Regions from separate parts of the Mus musculus genome. Here region 1 is linked to region 2. The links are chromatin contacts, called in public HiChIP or PLAC-seq maps. All regions are on one chromosome and are shown on one strand. Each heading gives the region's core, a stretch centred on a gene start, on an enhancer-like site or on the middle of the called end of the contact. The rest is flanking DNA. Distances are from core to core; before and after follow the strand shown. Region 1 holds the start of Stbd1 (starch binding domain 1). Region 2 holds the start of Art3 (ADP-ribosyltransferase 3).

Region 1 (5,597 bases), core at 501-3,000, 220 kb before region 2:
TACAGTTCAAGGCTCTGTTTTAAAAAAAGCAAGTACCTATTTGAACATTCCCAACACTGCTCTAAGAGCACACATGTAGAGCCAACGATCAAAAGCACACTTGGGGAGTCTCAGCACACACCATGAGAGAGAATGAAGTGGCAAGTTGCAAAGTCTCCCACAGTCCAGACCATGTTGGCAGGTATCCAAAGTTAAGTCACTTGGCTCCTGTCATTTAAAGAAAAGAAGAAAAAAAAATGCTGTCCAAGGGTTGGGGCAGGAGCTTAGCACAAGGCCCAGCCTCACATGCTGGTGGCTTCTATAGAACAAAGGATTACATGGCTACCCTGCACCTGAGAGTACACCTGAACTCCCTGGCAGTGAATACAAGACGGGCCAGCTCCAGCTAACTGGAAAGCATAGCAGTCAGTGTGAAGAAAACCGAGAACAAGACTGAGTGGAGCTGGGGGGGGGGGGTGTGGTGGGGGTGGGGAGGGCTTGAGGGAAAAGTAATGTCTTCAACAAGCACAAGATTTTCCCATCCCACCCACCCTCCTTAATAAGTACATACAGTTATAAAAACTATTCTTAAAAGTATACTATCCAAGTTCTCTAAAACCCTGGCTTCATTCCTGGCGACCTCTCCTAGAAGCCTGACCGCCCTAAAACCATAAATCAGCAGGGGTTAGGAGAACTCTGCGCTACATGTTTGCCTCTTTTTAATGATGACCTTCAAAGTGAGATGTCAGCAAATATTACTCTGGAGTCCTAATTTTCTGAAGAACCTTTTATCAAAACCCAGCCGTGGGAAAGATTTTCACGTAGTAGCTACAAATGACCACCACTAAAAATAAGTTCTGCCAGGCAGCTGGGCAAAGGGCACAGGAGGTAAGGGTTTGTGCCAGTGCACACTGATTGCCTGATGCAGGGTCTCTAAAATGTAGATTTAAACTTAGGTGACAATTCTCATCAGAGTTCGATTCCCTAGTAGGCCACCACTTGTTCACACGCCAGCACAAAGCCTCAGCTACAGTGGCCTTCATGACCTAAGTCTAAGCTGAATTTTACTTTCCTGAAAAAGCTGCCCAGATAGTAGGAAGTGAGTGTTCATAAGCCCCAGATCTAAGGAGGGGTGTGGTATGTCAGCGACTGGGACTCAGAAGATGTCCCTCTCAGCTTCAGCAGGAACTGAAGAGTTGTGAGATGCCCCCCCCCCCCCAAGCCATCCTCGTACACTGCTCCAAGTGCGGCCAGGCGGAGGAGCCTGTGCCCGCTGAGGCGGCAGAAGCTGGGCGCGGCCTCTGGAGGACCCGCGTGGCCTCTCCAGGACAGGACAACCCCAGAACGCGATGAGGGCTGAAGAAGGTTCAGTCCGAGGTCGGGGAAGGTGGTCCACCAGAACCCACCCGCATGGCTCCAAGTGCCTTTCGTTTCCCCTTCCCCGGAGAACTTCAAAACAACTAGCTCGAGGGGAGGAAGAATACCTGCTTTGGAGACCAGCTCCCGATCGGAAGGTTCAGGGCTCAGGCCGCCACTGCCACCACCACCCGGACCGTCTCCCGGGGCCGCAGCCTCCCCAGGAGGTGCGCCCTTCTGCGGCGGCTCCGCAACCCCGTCTTTCCCCGGGGCCCCAGAGTCTCCCCGCAGCAGCCACAGGATGAGCGCTCCAGCTAGACCCCCGCCGACCAGCAGGGCTGACCAGACGGCGCCCATGGCTGAGAGAGGCTGAGGGAGACTACGAGCCCCAGTGCAGGGCTCCGCTCACCCGAACGGCCACACCCACCCCGCCCGCCCCATCCTTTTAAGGTTCTTGGCCGCCAGCCCAGCCTTCCACGGCCGCCGCGAATTTTCCTGGCCCCGCCTCCCGCCCCGCTCGCCCCGCCCCGCAACCCGGCTCTCGCCCACTCCCATCACCGCTGCCGGCCCTTCCACACCTGGTCCCGCTCCACTTTATCCCACGCCAGAAGAGCCCGGTTACGCACAGCTCCGAGCCAGGAGATGGGCGCCCGGAGCTCTGAGGCCGGAGAAGGCTCTCACTGGACGGTTAGCACAATTAGGGGTGGAGAGAGTAAGGATCGTGGGGAGGGCGCAGGGGCTTAGGGGAAGCTCCAATCCATCCCCAGCTTTCTCAAATCTCTACATAAAGGCCCACCACCTCCGCCAATCTTGTTCGCCTTTACCTCTGGGACCTCCTACACTCTTTTTTTTAAAAAAAGGTTCTAGACTAGCCTAGAAGTCTTTCCGTACCCCAGGCTGCCTCAAACTCGAAATTCTCTCCCGTTTCCAGTGGGGAGTTACAGGCTCTGGCGCTCTCTCTCTCTCTCTCTCTCTCTCTTCCTCTCTCTCTCTCTCTCTTCCTCTCTCTCTCTCTCTCTCTCTTCCTCTCTCTCTCTCTCTCTCTCTTCCTCTCTCTCTCTCTCTTCCTCTCTCTCTCTCTCTCTCTCTCTCTCTCTCTCTCTCTCTCTCTCTCTCTCGCCACGCGTGTTGCTGCACACCCACCCACCCAGCTGAACTGGATGTTGCCCAGACACGGAGCCCCTACAAGTAAATATTAATAAAGCAGCAACCCTTTATCAAAGCATCATATAGTCAAAGTGTTTTGTGTATGAACTTAAATTGGTCCTCACACAACAGAAATCCTGTGAAGGAAGGACCACACTGCTGTGCTGATGTGCACACTACTCAGGGTAAAGAGCCGGGTGTTTTACCTGGAGTCTTTCCTTTAAACACATACATCCTGTTGCTGAGGCCACAGCTGGAAAGTATATGCCTTGCAATTATTGCTAACATGGCTCCCTCTGGGAGGATCAATCACTCAACAGTGCACCTCGCTGGATCACTGAGATCACAAGAGATCACACATCTCCTGAGAGAGACTTCCTGGTGGGTTGCTCCTCTCTTGGCATAGGCTGCAACTGGTAGAGAGGTGGAGAACAGAGCAATACTGACTCCTGTTTTATTATTAAATTATTTAACTTTCAAATAGACTGTTGCTATACCTGTAGATCAGAGCATCACTCAGCCCTCCTCAGAGAAGCTGCTTCCTGCAGTAGAGGGGAACTAGCACAGAGACCCACAACTGGACCGTGTGGAGAGAGAGACTTTGGAGCTTTCAGTCCTAAATGGGATGACTTTTTTAAATTATCCCCTAAAGGCTCAGGGATCTAAGTGGAAGAGGAGGTGGATGGTGGAAGAAGGAAGCCAGGGGTAGTGGATAACTCCACCGAGACAGTGTCTGGCAGATACAACGGGACTCGAAACACTTACGCACTCACAGAGATTGTAACGACTTGAAAAACACCTGCAGAAGCCCAAACCAGAGAGAATCCCAGCACTGAAGGCAGTGGGGGGAGTGAGCACCAAGTCCCACCCCTGACCAAGAAGCCACTTGCAATTGCTGCCTGCTGGAAGGGGAAAATCCATTTTCTCCAATGGAGTCTCACTGGGTATATCAGCCACATTCTAGGAGTAGATGGTTGACACACACAAGCTCCAGGTTTCATTTGGGGATTTGTGTGTGTGTGTATACTTTTTGTTTTGTTTGATTTGGGGGTTTTTTTTTTTTGGTCTTATTAATTTTCTTTTTTTAAGTTTGTGTTTCTATATTCATTTTGGTTTTTGTTTGTTTGTTTGTTTGTTTGTTTTGTTGTTGTTTTTTTGTTTTGTTTTGTTTTTGAGAAGGGGGAGACATGAAGTTGGGTGGGTAAGAAGACAGGGAGGTTCTGGGATGAGCTGAAAGGGAGGAAAGAATATGATCAAAGTATACTTAAGATTAATTTAAAATTTTAAAGAATTTAAGATCCAAGCAAAGAAGTTACATAGATAGTCAGAAAAATGTAGATGACAGAGAGGTAGAAGAGGAGAGACACACAGATAATATAGAGAAGCATAATAAGAAGAGAAAGGATGGGTTGGAGAGATGGCTCAGCAGTTAAGAGCACCGACTGCTCTTCCAGAGGTCCCAACTTCAATTCCCAGCAACCACACGGTGGCTCACAACCATCTGTAATGGTGTCTGTCTTCTGGTGTGTCTGAAGAGTGTAATGGTGGTATACTCATATGTATAAAATAAATGAATAAATAAATCTTTTTTTTAATTTATATTTTTGTTTTTCAAGACAGGGTTTCTCTGTAGCCCTGGCTGTCCTGGAACTCACTTTGTAGACCAGGCTGGCCTCGAACTCAGAAATCTGCCTGCCTCTGCCTCCCAAGTACTGGAATTAAAGGCGTGCACCACCATGCCCAGCATAAATAAATCTTTAAAAAAAAAAAAAAAAAGAAGAGGAGAAAGGATGAGCTACCTGACAAACACATCCAATCAAACTCACTCAGGTGAAGACATCACTACAGCTATACTGAGTCACAAGCCCCTACATGATGCCTGTCTTCAAACTAGAGGCTAATAGAGCCAACTGCAACCATGTCAGACCTTCATGGAAGACTGCCCAATGACCCTGCATCTCACAGCAAAAGCCTGCCCTCCTGACCTCTCGGCCCCGCCCTCGCTGGCTCTTTCCATCCACAGTGGCTTTCTTAACTTATACAGATCCCCACGTGCCTTGCAAGCACTACAGACATAGAACGTGGTATGATCTTTGTCAACTCTATTTCATGTCTTTAATTAGAGATCTAACGGTGAACTTGGGTTCACCATATACAGTTTGGAATATCCAAACCATAGCGCATACCTTCCATTATAATCCAGTGAGCATAAACCCATGGTTTCCTTGAGTTCTGTGAATTCATGATTCCCAAAAAGAAGATAGGTAGGTGGATAGTCAGAAAGATATAGATGAAAGAAAATTAGAATGATGTTTCCTTGAATTCTAGCAAATCATGAAACCCAAGGAAATGGTTGTTGGATCCTGGAAGTTCATCAGCCAATAGAAGCAGAAAACTCATGAACTTGCGATTGATTGTTGAAATGGGGAGAATCTTAAACTGAGTTCTTTAACGTATGAGATCAAAACTGACTCGGGGTAGAGTGTCAGAACTGTGTTAAAAGGGAGGACATCGAGTTGATATCCTGTGAATTTAAGAATTGCTTAGTGTGCAAAACCTCTCCCTACTTACCAGCTCTCTCCCTGGAGAGAGGTGTTTAAGAGTGGGACAGAGTAAACCTCCCTTTCCACCACCCTCTGTGTTATTGGTTTCAGTGTCTGTACCCTGTTCGAACCTCATCTGAGTACCTCCGTCTATTTAGGCTCCACTGCACTCTGCAACTCTTCTTGGCTTAACCCTGCTCAAAGTCTTCCCTAAAGCTTGGCAGTGCTCCCCGCGGCTCAGAATTCCACTCAGAGCCTCCCCAGACCCCAGGGCCCAGAGGCTCTGGCTATACCAAATCCTGGTGGTGCCTAAACCGTGTTCACATTTCAACACATAACCTTTTAGAAGTATGTGAATTTGGATGCATGACATCATGGTTGCCTTCCGGGAATATTCCAGCATAGCAGACGAGCTGCTGGTTCCAACTCCTCTCTCTCCAAGCCCTGGCTCTCTGGGAATGTACCACAGCACCTGTGCGTTTCTGTCAAACTCTGCGCCTGTGTCTCCCTCCACATGACATTCTCCACAGGCAAACACCCTCTCTGCAGATCGGTCACGTTGGCGCCTCCCGG
Region 2 (5,419 bases), core at 375-2,874:
AGTACCATATTTTTAATTAAATTATACACAAAGAGAGAGAAACCACCTAGGCTATCTACACAATCCCCCAAGAGTTGATCCCTTTGAGTGAGGGAGTTTGTGGTTGAATTTTTCTGTCTTCTTTGCTTAATTTAAATTTTCTACACTTACCACATGTGTAACCTGCAAAATAAAGGAAAAGCTGCTTCCAACAAGTTCATTTGCCTATTCTGGCTCCTCTCAGTCTGCAGAGATGCCTCAGGCTGTGTTACAGGGTTCCCAGCCCAGGGAGCGAGCATGCTTCCCGTTCCCTTCATTACCTGGAAGATGTCCATTAGAACTGCGGCTGCCAGCAGCGTGGTGACCATTTCAAAATGTCCCATCTTCATTTTTCACGTCTGGATTAGAATGAAAAACGTTAATTCAGTAAACTTAACAAAGAGGGTTTAGGGAAACGGAACTGGATAAGGTGATGTTGCATATTTTTTCATTCTGGATAGATATTGTGATAGTCGCAGTGATTATCAAATACATTCCTATGACTATAAGAGGCATTCAATGTTATCCAGGTGTCTAACAGTTTGTTCTAGAGATGTCAATGCAAAACTGCAGAGAACTTTAGTGCTTCCAAGTCTACTTCCACATAACTCTAGACAGACCTCTCCCTCCAGAGAGACCTTTTCCTCCCAATCTCTAAATGTCCCCTGAGCACTCACAGGAAACAACACAAACTAAAACCACCATGCTCTCATTCTCACTCCCAGTTTCTAAGAATGGTCTAGAAACTTTCCCATGTGAAGCTTCCGCTCTTCCGTTCGCTTTGCAAGTTAGAGCATGCCCACTTGGGTGGGAGCGGAGACATGAGGTCAGCAGCAGTACAAAGCTGTTCGCCTGAGGTGACCTCCCTCCTCCAACTCTTCACAATCAACACAAGCCAGAGGTCGAGCCAGTGTGGAATGTCCTGACGATAGGAACAGACTCAGGAGCCCTTCGAAGGCAGTGATTCTAACAAGATTCTATCATTGTCCTGGCTGGGCGCCCAATACCCATTCCGGTATTTGTGGCAGCGTAAGGGATAGACAGGAGGGCAAGAATCCTCACTGGCTGAAGCTATCCGGAGCCATTAACCGACTCAACCAGTGACACAGGTTGTTAGCCTCCGGTCTCTCACATACATAATGCTCCAGCAAAGCTGCTGCCATTGCTGTAACTCAAATGAAGCCTCTATTTTCCTGTATTTTTTTTTAACCAAACATCATCATCTGGATTCTGAATGAGATAATAAACAGCATAGGGGAAGGAAGGGCAGTCTTTCTTGTTGTAATCCATCCAGGTCCCAGGTTCCTGTCTTCAAAAGCAGTCCTTTTATCTAAAGCTATTAAAATATCTGTAGTTATTTTAAGATGCTACTCTGTGTCAAACTTCCCTCTCAAAAAGTCTAAGGAATACCCATGGGCAGCACGTGCCAAGCCAGCCGTGGGCCAGGGTTTCCCTGGTCTTCCTTTCTGCAGTTTGGGTGCAAATAAATCAAAATGTTTACCTGGCGTTTGTGCCTCTGCAGGAAGTTTAAATGATGCCCTGTCTCACACCGGATTCCCACTCTGCTGTGGAGAACTTCCCTCCAGGATAGGATGTTGTTGACAGTGAGCTGCCTGGGAATGCTTTTCTTTTTATAACACCCCTAGTGGTAGCTTGGCAGTGGCTCATTAGTCAACTTCTGCCCTGCTATTTATATCCGGTCGGTCGCCACACTCTGCCCTGGAACCACTGCTGTTAACACTAAGTCTCCAAGAGGTCTGTGAATCCACAGCAATGTCCCCCGCCACAGAGCATGCTCAGTTCTGAACCCAGCCCTGGACTCCTTTGGAGCAGTGTGTGTGTGTGTGTGTGTGTGTGTGTGTGTGTGTGTGTGTGTAGTTGGGGGAATGGGACTGGGTGGGTAGGGTGGCGGGGTGGTCAGTTCCCAACAACTGAGCCTTTGACACTCATATGCTAGAGGGAAGGCTGGACTGTCCTCTATTAGATGACACCCACAGCAAGGGGGCTCACTTGTTAAACACTGTCAACAGTGATGGTTATCACCACTCAACCAGCTGACTGCGGTTCAGGTACTGCGCCAGGCACTGAGACACACAAACAAGCTGAGCACAGTACTGAAGCTGGTTTGGCAGTCACTACTATGTGTGTGTCCCCAGACCCAATCAGGTAACAACTGCTCAGGATAAACGAAGGCCAATGAAAGTCCAACCGAGAACACTGGCAGGAAGGAAGCTGGGGATGCCAGCATCTAGAACACTCTTTGAACAAGGACAGATGCTGGCTGGTTTTCTGTCGCCTTGATGCCAGCTAGAGTCATTTGGCAAGAGGGCACCTCAATTGAGAAAACACACCCCCCACCCCTGGCCCCCTGGGCTGGAGAGATGGCTCAGAGGTTAAGAGCACTGACTGCTCTTCCAGAGGTCCTGAGTTCAATTCCCAGCAAATCACATGGTGGCTCACAACCATTCATTCCTAATGGGATCTGATGCCCTCTTCTGGTGTGTCTGAAGACAGCTAAAGTGTAGTCATATAAACAAATCTATGAGAGAGAGAGAGAGAGAGAGAGAGAGAGAGAGAGAGAGAGAGAGAGAGAATGAGAGAGAGATCCCATTAGCCTAGTACAATTCATTGGTTGGGGAAGATCCAGCTCATTGTGGGTGTGGTCCCACAATGAAAGCCGACTGAGCAAGCCATGAGGAAACTGGTAAGCAGCCCTCTTTCATGGCCTCTGCATCAGTTCCTGCCTCTAGGTTCCTGCCCTGCTTGAGTTCTCGCTCTAACCTCCCTTAGAGATGAACAAGATGACCCCAGGTTGCTTTTGGTCACAGTGTTTTTTCCATTTCGTTTTCTGAGACAGGGTTCCTCACTGAACCTAAAATGACTTTGCTAGGCTGGGTGGCAAGTGAGCTCCAGGGACCCTCTTGGCTTCTGATTTCTATGTGGGCTGGGGATCTGAATTCAGAACTTCTCACTTACAAGGCAAGCATTTTCTATCTCCCATGCTCTCATTTTTTTTAAATAAGAAATTTGTCTTGGGGGCTTGAGCTAAGGCTCAGCAATGGAAAATACTGGCTTGAACCCACATGGCAGCTGTTTGAACGAGAATGGCCCCAACAGGCTCCTGTATTTGAATGCTTAATCCCAAGTTGTTGGAGCTATTTGGGAAAGACTAGGATGTGTGGCCTTATTGGAGGGGGTGTGTCACTGGGGACGGGCTTTGAGTTTTCAAAAGCCCACACTCCAGGCCCTGTCTCTGTCTCTTTCATGCTCGTAGCTCAGAGGTAAGCTCTCAGCTACTGCTTCAGCACCATGACTGGCTGCTGGCTGCCAGGACTGCCGCCATGGACTTCAACCCTCTGGAACCACGAGCCCCAAATCAATGTTTTCTCTCATTCATTGCTGTGGTCATGGTGCTTTGTCACTGAGGAAAAATGTAACTATGACAGCCATAGTTACAACCATTTGTTACTGACGTCGCAGAGGATCTGGCGCCCTCTTTTGGCCTCCAGGGTCACTGCATGCATATGGTGCACAGACATACATGCAGGCAAAACATCCATATACATAAAATTAAAAAACAAATACAAAATCTAGAAGCTGCTCTTTAAATTACGTATCAGCATTGTCAGAGGTATTCCACTTATTTCTGTCCCAAGTAAGGGAAAACTGCAGAGTATATAATGGCGCTGAGTTTGCACCTTAGGACGCACCTATCTGGTGTTTGCTTTTTCCCATGTGCATTGATTCAGAGGTTGTATGCCTGCTACCTTAATTTCTTATACCGGAGCAGAGAGCAAAGGGGCCCAGATTCCACAGCTGGGCAGCTGCTGAGTGAGGTCCCGAGGAGGAGCACTCTCAAGCCTTGCTGCTTTCTGTCGTGAGTTGCAGGGAGACCTCGTGAGCCAACTCTTTAGCCAAACCCATTCCTTCACATTTGATTTCTATGTGTTCTGTAAGTTCAATGTTAAACTAGCTGTTGCTGTTATTAAAATGGGACGATTCATACCGTACTATTCTATACAGACTATGGTATTAATGTCAAAAGAAGAACCAACAATGCACTTTTGCGACAGAGTTGGAGTTGCTGTCAGAGGAGATCATCAGCAGGGCAGCTTCAGCAGAAGGCCACCGGTTCTGACTTCATGTTTATGTAACCCAGCTGTATTAAGCAATACACTTTGTATTCAATGTCTAAGACAGAACCTTCCCAGAATGTACAAATAAAGTATTTATATAAACCATAACATTGATTTAAAAATTTTTTTTACTTGAAGAATTGGTACCTGACTTCAGGAAAGCAAGCTCAAAAAAATTGTTATGTATTTCTTTTTGTGTCTCTGTTCTGTTCTCTCTCTCTCTCTCTCTCTCTCTCTCTCTCTCTCTCTCTCTCTCTGTGTGTGTGTGTGTGTGTGTGTGTGTGTATACCAGAGGTTGAGGTCAGGCATTTTTCCTCGGTTGCCATCGCCACCTTTTCTTTTGTGAGAGGATCTCTCACTAACCCTGGCAATGACTGATGTAGCTCACTGGCCAGCATGTCCCAGGGGACTCCCTGCCTCTGCCTTCCCACGGCTAGGGTTACAGACACAAGCCATCGTGCTTCCAAGCCGGAACCTCATGCTCGTGAAGAAAGTAGTTTATCCACTGGGCCACCTCCTCAGCTTCAAATATCTTAAAAGCAAATTGTTGAGGGCAGATCAGGGTCCGTGCTGCCCAGTTATACACTGTACATTTTATTTCATATGGTAACATGCACGTCTGACTCAGCTGACTAAAGTCTCTGTATCAGTCCTTAGTGAAACGATCATGCGTAGCTGGTGTATTGTTAAGAAGCACCTTAATCCATCTCTGCTCAGGGCTTTCACCACTTGGTGTAGCTTCAGACCTTGTCCAGAAACCAAAGGGCTCACCCCAGTTTGCAAACGCTAAGAATATCATAGCAATAAGCTGACAGGTCCCAAATGATACATGCTGTAAAGATAGTTACATGAGAAGGATGCTAAAGAAACATGTGTACGGACATGATAGGACACCCTGCCCAGATGTGTACACACTCAAGACGGAAGACAGGCTTTTCAGAGACAGTTGCTGAGGCCCTATAGAAAGTCTCTGTCTCTCTCTCTCTCTGTCTCTGTTTTCTGTCTCTGTGTCTCTGTGTGTGTGTCTCTGTCTGTCTGTCTCTGTCTCTGTCTCTGTCTGTCTGTCTGTCTCTCTCTCTCTCTGTCTCTCTCTCTCTCTCTCACACACACACATACACACACAACCTTGGTGGGCTTTAGTCTAAATCTGGGGGCATGGGGGTGTTAAAAAGTTACACAGGATTTTATTTTTTAAGTTCAGAATATTTCAGTAGCTATATGAATTATACACAATAACTGTCTTCATTGTGACACTTTCACAAGTG

The links. HiChIP or PLAC-seq counts read pairs in DNA pulled down with a chosen protein or histone mark.
Region 1: an H3K4me3 HiChIP or PLAC-seq map of embryonic stem cells shows a contact between it and region 2, with 11 read pairs. The contact joins the promoter of Stbd1 here to the promoter of Art3 in region 2. A contact is called at or near these places in 3 of 39 promoter capture datasets (embryonic stem cells, stem cell-derived epiblast-like cells and trophoblast stem cells), 1 of 484 Hi-C or Micro-C datasets (the HL-1 cell line) and 2 of 115 datasets of contacts at active chromatin or transcription factors (both in embryonic stem cells).

The regions. Positions count from the first base shown.
Region 1 is chr5:92,599,204-92,604,800 of GRCm38.p6, reverse strand. It overlaps Stbd1 (starch binding domain 1), which reads right to left and starts at 1,750. Exons shown (of 2, transcript NM_175096.3): 1 at 1,464-1,750. The coding sequence starts at 1,692.
Region 2 is chr5:92,383,092-92,388,510 of GRCm38.p6, reverse strand. Art3 (ADP-ribosyltransferase 3) reads right to left here and starts at 1,624. Exons shown (of 10, transcript NM_001370591.1): 1 at 1,520-1,624; 2 at 300-377. The coding sequence starts at 368.